Linked DNA regions of Anas platyrhynchos: region 2 is linked to region 1. A link is a contact called in public Hi-C data. All regions are on one chromosome and are shown on one strand. The core of a region is the stretch at or near the end of the contact, and the rest is flanking DNA. Distances in the headings are between cores, read along the strand shown. Region 1 holds the start of NRDC (nardilysin convertase). Region 2 overlaps CC2D1B (coiled-coil and C2 domain containing 1B).

Region 1 (2,747 bases), core at 77-2,576:
AAGACGAGACTCCTGGCTTCCAGCTGGAAAAACGTCTGTTAAGTACAGAGAGCAGGATATCTGAGAGACGTCGGTATTTGTCTACTCTATGCTGCATGCAAATGTGCTCTCCAATTCCCTGCATGTGGAGGAGGTTCCTGAGCCTCAGAGCAGATTGCCAGTTTTCAGTGGACTTCCCAAGCTTCATCATACTGCCATTCCAGGTAGCAAAGGCACAAGTTTCCTAACCTGACAATCTCTGTAGCTACAAACTGCAGGAAAACACCTCCTGCAAAGCAGCGTGAGCGAGAATGCCAGCAGGGGAGGCAGGCAGAAACAGGGAGGAAGAAGCAGGGAAGTAGGACCAGAACAGAGGAAGTTTTTCCCCAGAGCCAATGGGCACAGCCCCCGTGCAGCCAACAGGGAACTTCAGCCCGTGTCACTGCGAGTCCACAGTTCAGCTCCAGGCTGGGCTTTGGGGAGACAGTGGAGGTGTTATGAAGGGTAGAGCTAGAAGAGCACATCTCGCAGAGGCTGGGTAACCTGCCTACAGCATCCCTCGGAGAAGGGCCGCCTCACACCACCCGCAGCGCTCAGCAGCCGCTCACCCAGGCCCAGCTGCTTGGGGCCGGGACATTTCTCCGTGCTCCTGGGGGTTTGATGGGAGCACCGAGCAAAAACACCACCAAAATGGCAGCGCAGGGTCTCCGCTCACAGCTGTAATTAAGCCTGGAACCTCTCTATATGGAAGGAGTTCCGCTGCTGCCGGTTTTAGCCTGGGTTTCAGCTCGGCGCCGCTCCGGGACCCCCCCGACAATCTCCTCCCGCTGGGGATCAGCGCTCCTGGGGCCGAGCTGCCCGGAGGGGGGGGCACGGGAACCGCACCGGGCCCTCACCGGCAGCGGAGCCGGCCTCCAGCCCGCCCAGCCCCGTCCCGGCGCTCACCGGTACTGCTTGGGGTCGCTGGGCGATTTGACGATGTCGGGGTCGCCGAGGTTGGCGCCCCGCTCCTCCTCCTCGTCCCCGTGAGGCGAGCGGCCTGCGGCGTCGCGGCCCGCCTCAGCGGCCTGCTGCCCCCCCAGCACCTCGGGGCAGCCGCCGCCGCCCGCCGCCTTGTTCCTCCCGGGCATGGCCGCCCACAGCGGCCGGGCCCTGACAAGAACCGGCGGCAGCCGCCGCCCCCGCGCCGCCACCCCCGGCCCCGGCCCGCTCCCGGTCCCGGTCCCGGCCGCCGCCGCCCGGCCTCTCCTCACGAAGGCTGCCGCGAGTCTGCGCATGCGCGGCCGGCCGGCGGGCCCCGCTGCCAGGCGGGCTGCTCCCGCCCCGCCGGGAAGTGGCGGTGGCGGTTGGGCGGGCCCCGGCCCCGCGGCCTGTCAGCGCCCGCCGCGGAGTCACGTGGGGGAAACGGGGAGGCCCCCGTGCGCTGCGCGTGGCCGGAGCGGGCGGTGATTGGTGGGAGTGGGGAGGAACCATCGGGGGGGGGAATAAGCGGGGGGGGAAGCAGGCGACTTTCGGGGATAAGGCAATGGGGGGAGCGCAGCGGGGTGAAGGCAGGGAGGGAGACAGAGGGGATCCCAGAGCCCCGCTCTCTCCCATCGCGGTCCGGCATCGCGGCCGCTTTCCGTGTTCGCTGACACCCACACCCCCCCCCGCCTGTTGGATGAGTCCAACCGCCCCTCGCGGAAGCCGGCCCAAGCAGATGTCGCTCCCTCCCGACACGACCAACCAGCCCTTCCCTCATTCCCTTCACCTATTGGCCCAAAAGGATGCCACTCACGTGGCAGAGCCAATCAGCTCACGAAGCCGCCCCCAGAACCTGGTGGCTGCCTGAGGCGAGGCCCCTCCCCTCGGCCCGCCTCCCCCGCCCCTCACAGGCGGTGCCGGTCCCTCGCGGCCCGTTACCTGCCTTTTTTTTTTTAATTATTATTTTTAATTCTGTTCCTAAAAAAACACAAAACATGCAACAGAAAAGTCAGACCTGCGGCACTCGGTGCCTGTGGGTGCTGACCCAGTCCCAAGTTCCGTAGTCCCAAGCACTTTCCCCTCGGTACACAAACTTTGCCCCCTGCCAAGCTGCCGGCGCCTGTGTGGCGAGGTCCGGCCCCAGCAGGAACCCCAGCACCTCAGCTCCCGCACGTCCCCTATAGGGTCCCCTTCACACCTGTTGTTCCGCTTGCGACAGCCCCTTTGCACCGTTCCGCACTTCACTCTCCTGTAATTCGTTACAGCTTCTGTGGCCGCGTTGCCTGTAGAAGGAATGCAGACAGCGATTTCAGGGGTGGGAGGCTCGAGGAGCTCCCCCCGTGCTCAGCGCCTTGCTTCTCCGCTAGGTGGAAGCCAAGACCACGTCTCACCTGCAGCCTCCTTTTCTCAGCTTTTCTGACAGAAATGTGCTCTGAGTGCTCTAGGCGATGGTACCAGCAATAGAGAAGCTTGTAGAGAGCAGTCCGTCCGAACGTCCGTCCTTCCTTTCTTCCTTCGTTTCTTTCTTCCTTAAATCTTGTAACCATACCGTCTTTATCTTAACTAGGGCACTGCTAGTCAAGTGGAAGGCAGTCAAATAAAAGAATGCATCAAACATTTCAGGTTTGTCTTCTGTGGAAGCAAGTCAGTTATTTCCCTCGCCTTGACACATCTCACTTTTTGCCATTATCTTTTATAAGTTGACACAAACAGCAATTATTATTGACTCTGATAACTCTGAAGTCAGCTGGATGCCATTAAGACAAAAGGCTTTCTCTCCATTTGTCACTTTTATTGCAAATGCA
Region 2 (2,747 bases), core at 86-2,585, 180 kb after region 1:
ATATACCAATAAGGACTAGGGCATCACTGGATCACATATATCCGATCCTCATCCCAAAATGGATTTAGTACATAACCAGGAGGTGTACTCACACCATAAACCCAGGAAATACTTCCAAGCTGCATGGTTTAGATGTGCCACTGCACATCAGGGAGCAAATGGTTCATGGAAACGGAATTTTCTCAGAACCTGGCATATGTGAGGAGTAGAAAAGCAAACAAGACCAAGATATACGGGAATTTCAGGGCTCAGTATCCACATTTGCTATTTAAGCAGTTTTAACTGATTTTAAGTTTGTGTCAAGAAATATTATTAAATCATTCAGTGTTTGAAGTATGCACTTAGATGTCCAAGAAAATGACACAAAGCAGAATACTAGCAGTCCTACTAACCTTGGAAATATCAACAGGTTTGCCACGTTTTGCTTCCTCAATCTTTGGGTCAAAGCTCTTAGCTGTTCTGAGATACATTTTAGCCTGTTCAAGGTTATTTTCCTTCTTTGCTTTGACGGCTGCCTTCATGTACTGCTTCTTTCTGTTCTCCAGAAATTCCAGCTGTTGCCTAGCTGGAAAAAAAAATTGTATAACTCACTCATCTGACACTGCCATGGCCCTGAAACAGGTTTATCATGTTCATTTTTTAGCCAGAGAAAGGTCAGTAAAAGTACAGACATAAGCTAAGGACATTTCCTTACTGCACTTCATTGAAATTGAGACTGTCCAATAAAAAACACACTTCCTTATATCATGGCATCCTGCATTAAAAAAATAATCTCACGGCACTTCACAAAGATACTTATATATAAGTGCCAAAACAGAACTTAGAGCCCCGTATTTGTAGGCAGAAGACACAGACTACAGTACTGCTGACTGGTAAATAGCAAAAGCTCAATTCAAACTTTCAGCTTGACATTTAAATTTGTAAAGGACAGTGAATAGCACATGAACCCTGCATGAGCACATGAACTCTGAAAACAGGGTTCTTCTATACTCATTTCTATCCTCTCCCTTGATCTGTAATAGAAAACAGATAAGCCAATGTGTGCAGGCACATTCAGACATATCCACCTCTGCTTATTTATAACTCCTTGTTATCTTTTTGTTTCTTATTCATTCTTGGGTCTTTTCTTTCCTTCCCAAAGCAGTAAGAACAATCCCACAAGTCAGAAAACATTGCTTTACCACGTAACAGGTCAGTGCATTCTGCCTCTTTGTGTACCTCACTTTGGAAAGAGCTCATTACAGCCACTTCCAAAGATACTTGTGTTGTATTCACCAGTGCACTCTACTACACAAGCTTAGTGATAACACGAGCTAAACAGCACTTGCAAGAGCTGCCTGTCTCAGCAAATAAATGCACCAATGACACTCATACTGCTTACTGCTGTCAGATGACTATCCTATCCTGTCCTGTCCTTGCAAAAGAGCCTGCTGCCCTGCTGTTGTGAGCAACTTGCCCAATCAGCCACAACCAATTAGACAAGGTAGCTAGCCAGTTTTCACTGAGACAAAACAGCCAGAACACAGTGTGCTCTGTGAGGCCGAGATGCAGAACACAGGTATTTTCAAAGAAAATCTGTGAAGAATGGACTGAACAAAGACATTAATCCTACTGATCTTGGCTCCTTGACATTCCTGGCATAGGTCTAAGTATAAATGTTTTACTCCACTCCCACACCTCTTATCGCCTCACACACATTGACAAAAAAAAAAAAAAAAAGAAAAAGAAAAAAGGGAACAAAATTCACAGTTTATGGTCAGATGTATGCTGTACTTCTTAATTTTGGGGGAGAGAAGAAGGTTATGTTTGGATCACAGAACGGAGTTTGACTAGTGAAAGATAGCTTTATGATAGCGAAGTACTGGCACGTTGTTGTAAAGATGAAGTCAGTAGGAATCTAAGTTTTGTTACACCTATTGGTCTTATTTTAAGGTACCTGAAATGCCCAGGAGAGATTATTGAGTAATTAATTACCAGGTAACACCAGAGACAGGTGTTACCACTTTGTTCACCAAGTCCAGGTCGATTAATTTAAGAGAAATGCCATCTGATGTTGCACAAACCTAATTTCATGAGGATTCATAAATTTTCAAAGCCAAAATAGACAACTTCTATGTTTTAGTGTTCTTCATAAAATGAGTCATGGAATTTTCTAGAGAGAAGCTGTCAGATGGCACTGTGAAATGCCTTTGCGTTCTGCACAAGAACTTGCATCAGCCAACCAGGCAGTTCTGCTTTGTCCTGAGGGAACTGCCCAGGGCAGGACGGAAGGACAGGATTACAATCATGGCATGACAACAGAACCAGCGAGAGCCCGGATGCTGCTGCTGCATGCCCAAACCACCCAGTGAGGCAGTGGCCATCCCTTACTATCTATACAATTAATCTTGTACAGAAAACTGCTTAGTGACCTTAGTGATAGAAGGGCTAGAGATCAATGAATTACTGCCTATACAACAGTTTGATATTGTTGGATGAAACACTGGGCAGCAGCCACTGTTTCATGTAGGAAGCTGCATTAGATCAATGAATAATTCACGCTAGCAAGCCGTCCACTCTAATGAGAGCGCAGTTCAACTATGAGCAGAGTTGAATATTATGAATCAATACGCTTGTTACATCAAAATCAATTAAAAACCCAATCAACCTTATAATTACACGTGCTGCCTCTGTGAAATAAAACCGCATGGATGGTTTGGGTCTGCCATTCAGCAAGCAAATATATTGAGGCTCCTGTCAGAGGAAAT

Evidence for each region. A called contact is a pair of places that touch in the nucleus more often than the background predicts.
Region 2: a Hi-C map of small yellow follicle shows a contact between it and region 1, with 2.5 times the contacts expected there. The contact joins the enhancer-like site here to the promoter of NRDC in region 1. A contact is called at or near these places in 3 of 8 Hi-C or Micro-C datasets (skeletal muscle, small yellow follicle and subcutaneous adipose tissue).

What each region holds. Positions count from the first base shown.
Region 1 is chr8:33,239,729-33,242,475 of IASCAAS_PekinDuck_T2T, forward strand. NRDC (nardilysin convertase) reads right to left here and starts at 1,327. Exons shown (of 31, transcript XM_027463412.3): 1 at 925-1,327. The coding sequence starts at 1,256.
Region 2 is chr8:33,416,141-33,418,887 of IASCAAS_PekinDuck_T2T, forward strand. CC2D1B (coiled-coil and C2 domain containing 1B) reads right to left here. Exons shown (of 25, transcript XM_072042015.1): 15 at 393-565. Among named protein-coding and RNA genes, the nearest start is that of CC2D1B, 20 kb to the right of the region's middle. Within about 2 kb of position 1,336, at least 5 of the 8 cell types and tissues checked have an H3K27ac peak or open chromatin away from gene starts, as enhancers often do. A contact at or near this core is called in small yellow follicle, where this site is marked.